Regions from separate parts of the Muntiacus reevesi genome. Here region 1 is linked to region 2. The links are chromatin contacts, called in public Hi-C maps. All regions are on one chromosome and are shown on one strand. The core of a region is the stretch at or near the end of the contact, and the rest is flanking DNA. Distances in the headings are between cores, read along the strand shown. Region 1 holds the start of SEC23A (SEC23 homolog A, COPII coat complex component). Region 2 holds the start of FBXO33 (F-box protein 33).

Region 1 (5,917 bases), core at 1,454-3,953, 190 kb after region 2:
TGCCACATTTGCCACTCCTTAAGGTGAACAAGGAATTAAGGATGTAAACAATCAGGAAACAGGATTTGGCCCCCGAGAGTTGAGGTCCATGTGAAAGGAATGAATTCAGTGAGCCCAGAGACTTGCATCTTCCCATACATAGAATGCTAAATTCCTTAACTTGATAACTGATTTCCCTTCAGTTCAGTTCAGTTGCGTCTGACTCTGCGACCCCATGGACTACAGCATGCCAGGCCTCCCTGTCCATCACCAACTCCTGGAGTTGACTCAAACTTGTGTCCATTCAGTCGGTGATGCGATCCAACCATCACATTCTCTGTCATCCCCTTCTCCTCCTGCCTTCAATCTTTCCCAGCATCAGGGTCTTTTCAGATGCTGAAAATCAGGGTCAGTTCTTATCAGGTGGCCAAAGTATGGGAGTTTCAGCTTCAGCATCAGTTCTTCCAATGAACACTCAGGACTGATTTCCTTTAGAAAGGACTGTTGGATCTACTTGCAGTCCAAGGGACTCTTGAGTCTTCAACACCACAGTTCAAAAGCATCAGTTCTTCAACCGTCAGCTTTCTTTATAGTTCAACTCTCACATCCATACATGACTACTGGAAAAACCATAGTTTTAACTAGAGGGACCTTTGTTGGCAAAGTAATGTCTCTGCTTTTTGATATGCTATCTAGGTTGGTCATAACTTTCCTTCCAAGGAGTAAGCGTCTTTTAATTTCATGGCTGCAGTCACCACCTGCAGTTATTTTGGAGCCCCCCAAAATAAAGTCAGCCACTGTTTCCACTGTTTCCCCATCTATTTTCCATGAAGTGATGGGACCAGATGCCATGATCTTAGTTTTCTGAATGTTGATTTCCCTTCAGTTCAATTCAGTTCAGTTCAGTCGCTCAGTCGTGTCCGACTCTTTGCGACCCCATGAATCGCAGCACGCCAGGCCTCCCTGTCTGTCACCAACTCCCGGAGTTTACTCAAACTCATGTCCATCGAGTCAGTGATGCCATCCAGCCATCTCATCCTCTGTCACCCCCTTCTCCTGCCCGCAATCCCTTCCAGCATCAGGGTCTTTTCCAATGAGTCAACTCTTCACATGAGGTGGCCAAAGTATTGCAGTTTCAGCTTCAGCATCGGTCCTTCCAATGAACACCCAGGACTGATCTCCTTTAGGATGGACTGGTTGGATCTCCTTGCAGTCCAAGAGACTCTCAAGAGTCTTCTCCAACACCATAGTTCAAAAGCATCAATTTTTTGGCGCTCAGATTTCCTCACAGTCCAATTCTCACATCCATGCATGACCACTGGAAAAACCATAGCCTTGACCAGACAGACCTTTGTTTGCAAAGTAATGTCTCTGCTTTTTAATATGCTATCCAGGTTGGTCATAACTTTCCTTCCAAGGAGTAAGCGTCTTTTAATTTCATGGCTGCAGTCACCATCTGCACTGATTTTGGAGCCCCCCAAAATAAAGTCTGAGACTGTTTCCACTGTCTCCCCATCTATTTCCCATGAAATGATGGGACCAGATTCCATGATCTTAGTTTTCTGAATGTTGATTTCCCATACCTCACGATAATCTTTGATGGTCAGACTGCCTGCTCCACTGTGTTGTAAACTTGTATATAGCATGACTTCCCTTCATGCCTCCTTGGAGCAGTTTTCTCAGGTCTAGTGAATGATGCTGCTTCTGGGCTCAAAGTCCTTAACATTCCCACCAAATAAAATACCTCTGTACTTTAAGGTTGTGAATATATTATTTTTTTAGTCAACAAACTCCTCACTGAAGGGTGGGGTTGCCTCAGATCATCAAGCTCCAGTGTCTTTCCAGCCAGTTTCTGTCTTCCCCATTTTGCTCAATTCTTTTCTTGGAAAGAGAATCAGAAAAGACATCAAGATTAATCAACCAAAGATTGTAGAGGGTGTGTGTGTGTGTGTGTGTGTATTTGTATGTGTTTATGGGGGAGAGATGGCAGAGGCAGTGTGGGAGGGGAGGTAAACTGACTAGGAATACATCAATAGTGTACAAATAGTATGTAAGTTCTTCCAGACCGAATATTTGGCCCTTTTTGCCTACGCGGTATCACAGCATCGCTGCTGTGCCTAGCACAAAGCAGACAAATGTTCAGTAAATGTTTGTTGTACTAAGCGAAAGAACGAACTTCTCACTTTGCTTTTTCAGGGGAGATGCGGCTTGTTCTTGGAATCAACCAGGGCCCTAAAGGAGAGATGTCCTAGGGAACACCTCCGTTTCTCTCAACGAGGTAGGAGTCTGGCGACAGAAGGTCCCACATTGTGAAGGCCCACGGGGAATGGAATCCGCCGTGACTCCCGGCAGAGGAGACCGCATCCCCACGACGCATCCCCACCCTGGCGTTTTAGTTCCACCGGGTTTCTGCGCCTCTCCGGGCTATCCGTGCCAGATTTGTCACTGTCGCCCCGCCCCTCAGGCTCCGTCTCCGCCTATTCCCCCTCCCCTCTCTCCTCCCCTTCTCCAACCTCGGGTCTCCGCCGCGCTCCCGCGGGCTCGCCTGCGGGTCTGCGGCTCGGTCGCCCCGCCCTCAGAGTGGCCCCGCCCTCCCGCCCCGCCCCTCCTCTCCCCTCCTCTCCCGCCCCGCCCCTCCTCTCATCTCCTCTCCCCTCCCCTCCCGCCCCGCCCCGCCCCTCCTCTCCCGCCCCGCCCCTCCCCCTCCCTTTGACGTGGCAGAGGCGGCACCAGCCATGTTGGTCCACCAGAGTTCTGTGCGCAGGCCGGGGGCGGGGCAGCGCGGTCCCTGATTGCGGTGCCACGGCCGCTCCCGCGCGGCGGAGAGGACGGATTTGTAAGGTAGAGGCTGCGACAGGCGCGGATCTCGTACGTGGTGGCACTGTGGTAAGGATCGACTTAGGGGCCGCTAGCGCTCACTGGTAAGCGGGGGAAGGGCGGCGGCGGGTCCGCGGGGCCGGGGTCTCGAGGGTGGTGCCCACTCTGCCCTCTGGGTGCCCCGGGCCAGGTGGGGGTGCGCTGGGGCTGCGACCCGGCCCGGTGAGGGCTGCCTTGAGCCCTGAACTTGTCACCTTCTCACCCACCACCTCTGCTTAGTTCTGTCAGGGCCTGGGAACCGGCCCCCTCACCCACCTCCCCCGGATCAGGGGTGAAAGATGAGAGTCGAGTGAAAAACAGCAGTTGGGGCACCTCTCGCAGCACCCCACCCTCCGCTCATGGCCGATCTGCCTTCCCCACCGCACCTCACCCCACCCCATCACGGCTTCTGGGTACTTTGGCTTCTTGGGTCATTCCTTTCCTCATCTGAAGAGCCCTAGACTTTGACCCGAGGTGACTTCGTCACTCGTAGTTTGGCCTTGGGAGTTAAAGGGGAGAAGGAGAAAAGTGCCAGCTAGAGCTCACACCGTGGGCCTTGATTACAAATAGATTTCACTTTTCGGATTGGACCCATCTTCCGTACTTCCATTCGGCCCTAAGTGTTTTCCAGTTTTGGTGGTAAGGGAAAAGTCATCGTAAATCCTCTTGGAATCACTGGAATGAGTTTATGTTGAATCCGTGTTTTCACGGGAGCTTCCTCAAGGTCTACGCCTCAAAGATGTGGATAACCAGCCAAGTGAACTTGATTAAAAGAAGTTTTAGATTTAAATATAGATGTATGTTAAGTCTTCCTTTTCTGCCCTCTGCAGTAGTCTAACAGACATCATTAGAAGTTCAGTCATTTTTAATTGACTCAGAATTTTAGATTTGGAAGGGGCCTTGTAGTTTTCCAACCCAAACCTCTCATCTTACTGATGAGAATTTGAGGATCTGAGAGATTAAGCTATTTGTGCAGCATAATCTAGTCGTGGGAAGTAGTTGAAGACACTTCAATTGAGGATTTTAGGACAGAAAAGTGGGAAAGCCACATTTAATTGTCTGTTAACAGATACATCTGTTTGGAAGGAACTCAAATTTTACTTACAATTTACAGTTTTTTCACTTAGCTATCTATAAAATGGCTAATGGGCATATATCTGATGTGCTAGGTTACAGTGACTTAATGTTTCTTTACTTTTAGTTATACCATGAGAAAGTAAAGTAGTTCCCAATGATTATAAGTTGTGCTAAAAAGGGGACATTTCTTTAGAATGGTCTTTTATGTTTTGTACCACTTAATAAAATGTAATGACTAGTCAGTCTATTTTCTGCATCCTAGTTTAGTGTTTGAATCAAAATTTTTTAGTTTTATGCATTTATAGAGACAATACTAGGGGAGAGAATGCTTATCAAATAATGCCGTTTCATAAAGAGCTGGTTTGCAAAAGGACTTTATGTCAAATATGATGTTGTTGAGTATGGGACCAAGCCTGGCAGCATTTGTTCTAGAGTAAGTGATTTTAAGATTAATTTCTCTCTTGGAAAGGTGAGGGAATTTGGGGAGGTATTTTGCTTGTCTTTGTAATCAGACCAGTTAAGAAGAAGAACGTGGGACATTTTTCAGACTACTGTTGAAAAGTGATAATGAATAAATAGATGTGATTTAGAGAACAAATGTGATCTTAGAGCAGAGCGATTGAGAGGACAAACAGTGAGGAAGAGGAGGGGAATTGTACTCAAATATCAGTCAGGTGATACTCAGTATGTCTCAAGAAAAAGTAAGGATGTGGAGTTACCATCCAGGCTTATTACCTCTTATAGAAACCTAAACCTGGCCATTGCCTGTGTGTAGATGTCTTCATGATAAGTTTCATAGAGCCTTTCTCTACCAGCTTCCATGCTTTTAAATTAAGCCCTAGAGTCCTAAGGAGGTGATTCTCAGGACCTCTTTATACTCTTAAACATTATTGAGGATCCTGAAGAAAAGGAAAGAAAAAAAAAAAATAAGTCGCTCAGTCACGTCCTACTCTTTGCAACTCCATGGACTATACAGTACATGGAATTCTCCAGACCAGAATACTGAAGTGGGTAGCCTTTCCCTTCTCCAGGGGATCTTCCCAACCCAGGGATTGAACCCAGGTCTCCTGCATTGCAGGAGGATTCTTTACCAGCTGAGCTAGGCTTAATAGAAGACAGGTGGATTTTCAGATCTACTTGCTATCTGTTTTGATATGTTGTCTGGTTGAATTGTATGAAGGCAATCTGGCCTCACATAAACACATAGTTGGAAAACTATTATTGTTTCCTATGCTAAGACTGAGGTTGGCATCTTCTAACTCCCCTCTGATTATCCTTGACCTTTGTTTTATCATTATCTTTCAACAGCCATGTTTTTCTTGAATGCTTATATTTTTCTCAAAGCCGTTTCCTATATTTAGCTTTAAAATAATCTTTTCTAAACAAATCTAGTTATCTTAGGATTTCTCTCTACCCTTTGTCAATCTTTGAAAAATCCATGATTGCTTTTGCTTAGTATAAGATTCCCTAGTTGTCTCTGAAATTCTGATAGGAGGAATTACAATGTCTAATTTTTATTTTCTTATTATATTTTCAATTAGGATATAATTGATTAATAACATTCTTATTTCTTTTAAAGAAGGGAAAGTTCTTAGCTGTTTAAGATACTTAGATTTGTTAAGCATCAGTTTCTGTAATTTGTATTATCAAAATATATTTGAGCATTTTTCTGAAAACAGTTATATCTAATAATACCTTTTCTTCCCTCACTTATATTTTAGAATCAGTTCCTCATCCCATCATTGTTCTTAGCAACTTCAGCATCCATGCTGGCTCTGTTGGTACCCTACCTTCATAATTCTTCAATTCTTGATGCCTTTCATCCCTCCCACAAATCTTTTAGCCAGTCAGATAGTACTTGAGATTCTATCTTCTTAGACCTTTAAATTTTATAATTTCCCTCCATCACTAACCACTGCTGCAGTTTGAGAGCATGAGATAGACCTGTTGCCTAGGTACGAGAGCTGGCATCCTAGTCAAGCAGTTAAAGAATAACAAGATAAAG
Region 2 (6,253 bases), core at 841-3,340:
ATATAACTTTCAAAATTGGTAATAAAAGAAAAAGAACTAAGCATTTTTTCTGACTTTCCAATAAAAGCTATATTTCAGGGTAATGAAATGCTGCCAGTTTATGACAGAAAGCTTCTCCAATACAGAAGAATGCAAATTAATGAATGTAGATGGAATGAAAAAATTACAAATTATCATTTTGAAGTCCATAATAAAATTATGATTCAGGCAAGAATTATCAATTATTATTAAGGCCATTAAGTGAATGGCTGAAGGAAAGCAGGACAGAAAACATCACACCTCACAGATCACTTTGTTTTACGGAGATGTCACCAACCTAATCAAGCCGTTAGCATTAAATGTCCAGGTTTACTAGAACTTCAGGTACTAGAGTAATAAACTAAACACCAAGACAAAGTAGTCAAACAATCACAGAAGGGAAGATATTCTCTTGGTCAATATGCCTCCTCTTTAGCTAATCAGAGAAACCAAAAAAAAAGTAGGGGTGACTAATCTAGATTGAGATTTTGAAATATAAACAAAAACAAGTGTGGTCTTCAATTGGATCCTGGTTTGGACAAGATGGCTATAAAGAATATTTGAGAGATAACTAGACAAATTTGAAGATAACAAAAGTTACCTTAAGTGTGATAACACTATTTTTGTTATATACGATTATGTTTTCAGAAACACATATTGTACTACTTACAAGTGGAAGATTCATATACCCATGGTCCACTTCAAAATATTTCAATGAATTTAAAAAATAAAAAATTTAAATCCAAGTCTCAACTTCCTAATTCATTGCTGTTTCCATTACTGCCCATTAATTCATTCATAAAATTATTATAAGAAGAATTACATAGAAAAATCTCTTGCAGACAAGAGGTTCAGAGATGTGATCTACCACGAAGGAAAGCATTTTTTGTTGTTGTTGTTTTGTCGTTGTTTTTACAGCGACGGAAAGGAAGACAGATAACTCAGAGGTAACAACTCAGTATCACAGACAAGACACCAAAAGGCATCAAAGCATCACGAATGGGGAATTTTGCCCTCAAAGAGCTAAAAATATCCTGTAGAACAGTTTCGTGAAGTTAATTACAAGAAAACCACGCTGTTTCGAGATCACAGCTAAGGCTCTGAAGCGGCAGCCTCACTAATGCAATCCTCAATTGTTACATAAAATTAACTATTCCCTTCTGACTTCACTGCCCGGTACAACCAGTTTACTACTTTCCAAGATGTGGTGAAGTTAACGGAAACTCTTTCGAAAATCCCTCTCTCAAAGCGAGGGGAGACAAGCTAAAGAAAACCTTTACCGTAACCACCAGCTTCTTTACTTCTAGGGCCTCAAAACAGGGAACGCCAGGGAAGACGCCGATTATCAACCCGCAGATCTAACTCATTTGCCTTGTTTTCTCCTCTCCCTCTAAATCCGAAGGGTGGCGCTGTCCTCATTCCTTCCCCACACACCAGGTGTGCGCGCAGGTCCACTTCGAGGTCCGACCGAGGGGTGGCGCCGTCCACTGACCACCTCGGTCCGGCCTCTCCGCCGCCCCGGCCCGCGCGGCTCCTCTCCCTAACCCAGCCCCTCCGAGTGAGCCCGCGAAAGCGCCCGCTCCCCTTCTCAGGGGCTCTCTCTCAGAAACTCTCCACAACACTCGGGGCAGGCGGGACGGCTAGGAAAGACACAAGCCAGCACTCTGGCTCTGAGCCCTCAGCCCAGAAACAGAGAAGCGTGTAACGAAAAGCGTCAGGACCTCTCGCACCAACGCGAGTTAACGCTACTTCGACCTCCTGAGCGTCCAAGTTAACCGACGTACAGACTTGACTGAACTGAGTGGTCTCTGAGGGACGGGAGAGGGCGCCCATTTGCCGGCACCACCAGCGCTTCCCGCCCCGCCCCATCGGCCTAAGTGCGTCAGGAATCACGTGCCTCGTCTCTCTTCCCTACCGGCAAGCGGGCGCTCCCTTCTTCCGGAAGTCGCGCCCAGTCACGCCCAGGCTCCTCCCACCACCGGTGACGTCAAACTCAGCTCCTACCACTGGTCTGCCTCCGCCTCCAGGCGCGGGGAGGGCTCCCGGTTCCTTAAAATAAATCCTGCCGCTTCCGGGCTCCTAACCAGTACAAGCGAGGGTTTTGAAGTTGCGGAGAGCGCAGGCCTCGGACGCGCGTGAGTAAAGTTTGAGAGGCCAGAGGCTGGCTATCTGGAGGCCACCCCCGCAGAGGCCTTTCCCCCTCTCCGCAACTGGTGCCGCACTTGGTTCCGCCGAGACCCACGACGGTTCCGCCCCCTTCTTCCTTGTCATTGATGTTGTTGTTCTTGTCAGTGCCGCAGCCCCGACCACCGGGAGCCCGAACCCGAGCCGGGGCCGCCCGGGTGGCGCGGTGGCGGCGGCTGCGGCTGCAGCAGCTGCGACGGCTGCGGGGGCTGCTCCGGGGACTGCGGGGGCGACCGGGGATCGGCAGCCGGCGGCGGGGCCGGATGGCTCTGTGCGGGCAGGCGGCAGGCGCCGCGTCGCTGCCCAGCGAGCTGATCGTGCACATCTTCTCCTTCCTGTCCGCGTCCGACCGGCTCCGGGCCTCGGCCTCCTGCTCGCACTGGCGCGAGTGCCTCTTCTATCCGGCTCTCTGGCCCCAGCTCCGCATCTGCCTCCGCGTCTCGCCCGCGGAGCAGCCACGGCTCGAATTCCTCATGCGCAAGTGCGGCTGGTTCGTGCGAGAGCTGCGTGTTGAATTCGCCGCGGAGAACTACCTGAGCGGCGGCGGCGGCCCGGGCGATGGAGGCAGCGCCGACGCCGGGACTGGCGGGGAAGAAGTCGAAGCCCTGCAGCTCTCAACCCGTTGGCTGGAAGTGCTGCGCACCTACTTAGAGCTGGTCCTGTGCGTGCTAGTCAGCATCCGGAACAACAGGTAGGCACTTGGCAGCCCCTCCATTCATCCTCCCCCCCCCCCCCCGCCCCGCCTCCACTTCTCGGGGCGCAGGGTCGCCTCCTTCCTCTCACCTCGAAATAGATTTAGTGTGGAAACGCCCCGCCCGCTTCAGCGTTGCTTTTTTCAGTGACTGGGGGTGTCAGTTCTAATCCGGCGATTTCCTTGAGGCGGGAGGGCATAACAGGACTCATCCTAATACTTTATAAACAGTGATGGACTTGGTGTTTATCAGACAGCCCTCCTGGCGCCTTCAGGCACTGTCTCATTCATCCTTTCGGCAGCAGTGGGATGGAGTTGACAGGCGCGGTCATTCTTCATTTTACAGATGAGAGAGCTGAAGCTTGGAGGGTGAGGCCTGTGAATGAGTCTTGGGAGAAACTAAACTAATCTGTTTTTTTTTTGTTGTTGTTGTTGTTTTATTCTGAACCTTTCCGATCAAAATAGTTCGTGGTGGCGGAGGGAGTAGGTATGCCACAGGTTTCGCATAGGTTCGAGACTCTCCCGGCATAAAAAGAAATCTTTGACAGCCATTTTCTTACCGGGAATGGTTTTAACTAGGCCAGGCACAAAGAGTAGGAGGAATTTTTTTTTTTTTTTTTTTTTTAAGGGATCGGGGAACTGGCTGATAATCAGGATTAGAAGGTCCCTCCCTTTTGCGAACCTCCAGACTCAACTTGTCCCCAGTGATTCCCCTAAAAGTAGCACAGTACAGCTTGGTGTTAGCGTGTGTTGGGGGAACTGGCCAGTGTCTGCAAAGGGTAAGCCCAAACTGTCCTGATTTTGAATCAAGACTTTCATTCTGGGGCTAACTTCCTGTGTTCTGGCCCGTCGTCCTAATCAGTGTTTTCCATTCTTTATCTACCGCCCTCTCCAGAATCCTATTAACGTAGATTTTCTCTATCTGGATATTCTAACTAAGCCTAAAATTAAACTGGGAGGTAGAGGAAAGTTCATAAGTTCAAAAAAGGAGCAACTTAGATAGCAGTAATAGTTCAGCAGTTTGCAAGTAGTTTCACATTCAGGATCTTATTTGATCCTTTCAGCTGAGCCTGTGAGTTAGGACAGCTGTTATTATCCCTGCTTTATAGAAAGGAAACTGAAACGTAACAGGGTCAAATAATTTGCACATTATCATACAGTACTGTTTTTCTCTGACAGCAGTGTACTTCCTTTTGCAGTAAATACATTATGTTGAACAGAATGGAGTGAAGGTCCTGGTTATGCTAAGTGAGATAGATACATGTGTATTCTTAATTCTCTGTTTGAATCACAAGGGTGGAAAGTAAGCGTTAGCTGCAAGCTGTATCTAGAGCATGGCTGCATCATCCCAGTGTACTGTGTATTTTCCTAGCTTCTCACACCAAGCCATTTTATTTCCTCACTTTGATTTTATGTGGCAAAAGAGGCTGTTTAAGACTATAAATTGGTCTTGATCATGTTGGAGACTTTCTGTCAGAGTTGGATGTGTGGCTGGAGGCCCACCTGACCCAGAGGTTACATTCAGTCAGTGACCACTTACTGCTGATGATTCATTGGAGGGTAGAAGTGGGATGGATTCTTTAAAGAAAGGAAACTGAAACATAACAGGGTTAAGTAATTTGCCAGTATCAGTTAGATTTTTCTTGAGGTTAGATAGGAGTTCTGAGCAGTCATTTAAAAATGCATGTCTTTTGTCCAAGTAAGAACCCACTTTACAAAGTTTCTATCTAGTTCCTTTTAACTGGTTGGTTGGTTGGACAGGTAAAGGTTATATAGGCAAAATAGTGATATATCACATCTTTTCTTTGTTGTTTAATTTTTCATTAATTTTTATTTTTTTTGCTGTGTGTGTTGAGGTAAAGTTGACAAATAAAAGTGAACCTACCTCTTCTTTAGCATCTCAATCTACTTGTCTATAAGACCACCCTCTAAATAATCTTTATATATTTGGAAAAAATGTCTCAGCTTTATTTTTGAAAATATTTTGAGATACTCTACTAATATTGGAAGTACTAATATGAATGTTAAAAATTTAAGTGAAACTAGTTTTCTTTAGAGAAATTGGAAATGTTTTAAACCAAGATGTTTATTTGATAACTCTGATAAAGCCTATTCTTATTTCCTTCGTAATCACTTAAACATCAGACTCAGGCTCAATGAAGAATGACTCAAATGCTTTAGTGTTCTTTGGTTTTCTAAAACCATAAAATTTAATAACTAATGAGAAAAATCAATATTTGACATTGTTCTTTACATTTCCAAGGTAAATTTTACAGTGCTTTTGCCTTATAATTTCTACCATTTTATAGGTAGAAGAGGAGGATATGAACCTACCAAGTCACAAGCTTTATGCTTCCTGCCTTTATGTTGAATTTCATACAATTCAAACTTTCATTTTGCTGTGTTTCAGTTATTTTCTTGTCTCTGAGTTAAAGAACTAAAACTGTAAGCTTGAATTGTGGGAACTTTTCAAGGGTACTGTTCTGAAAGAATAATTGACATTTTGTTTTGCTTAATTCCTGGGTATGCACATGTGCTCTCAGTGACTGTAGCCACCTTACCAATTTCTTAGGTGTTAGGGACAACTGATGAGAATCAAAGAGGTACGGAAATGCCTCTCGGAGGGTAAAAGACAGTCTTCTGTCTTCAGAGTTCACTTCTCCAGAGGGTGCTAGGATACCTGCCTTCTTGATCAACAGTAAGAATGTAAATAAAAAATTAGTACTCAAAATACTAAAAAAGAAAAAAATCACACTTTCAACTGTATTGTAGGTTAAATCGGCTGAATTTCTTCTATAGGAAATTGTCCTTAGAAGTTCAAAACAACAAATATAAATATGCATTTTTAGAATTTAACCTGGTTGTCAAGTTGAGTACTACCTATTAAAATACTGTATTCCATACTCCTTAGGAAAAAGGAAGCTTCAGGGACAATAAGATTTATGATAATAGCTAATAGACTCAGTCACTAAAAATACTTATTCTTAATCAGTAAGCATAGGTACATTGTCAACATCTGATTTATACTTTCCTGGACTATATAAATATTTTGCATGAGCCTTTTTGGATGAAATACTAAATTGAGGGCAGTGCTTTTCTAAAAGATGCAAGCCAGAGAGACTTTGTATAGAGTGATTTTCTTGTTAAAATTCTAACTACATGAGGTGGGGGTGAGGTTCAAGAGGGAGGGGACATATGTATATTTACGGCTGATTCACATTGATTTATGGCAGAAACTAACACAACATTGTAAAGCAATTTTCCTCCAGTTTTAAGAAAATCTAACTATCTAGATTGACCAGTTTTTTGACTGTGCCTGCTTATATACCCTCCTAGTAGTAGAACAACTATCAATAATTC

Evidence for each region. Hi-C and Micro-C count contacts between places; a contact is called where the count stands out from the background.
Region 1: a Hi-C map of blood shows a contact between it and region 2, with 6 times the contacts expected there. The contact joins the promoter of SEC23A here to the promoter of FBXO33 in region 2. A contact is called at or near these places in 2 of 3 Hi-C or Micro-C datasets (blood and muscle).

Annotation. Positions count from the first base shown.
Region 1 is chr15:46,294,546-46,300,462 of mMunRee1.1, reverse strand. It overlaps SEC23A (SEC23 homolog A, COPII coat complex component), which reads left to right and starts at 2,703. Exons shown (of 20, transcript XM_065905990.1): 1 at 2,703-2,900.
Region 2 is chr15:46,487,180-46,493,432 of mMunRee1.1, reverse strand. It overlaps FBXO33 (F-box protein 33), which reads left to right and starts at 2,090. Exons shown (of 4, transcript XM_065906548.1): 1 at 2,090-2,893. The coding sequence starts at 2,292. LOC136146974 reads right to left here and starts at 2,289. Exons shown (of 6, transcript XM_065906067.1): 1 at 2,103-2,289; 2 at 1,803-1,891. The coding sequence starts at 2,289.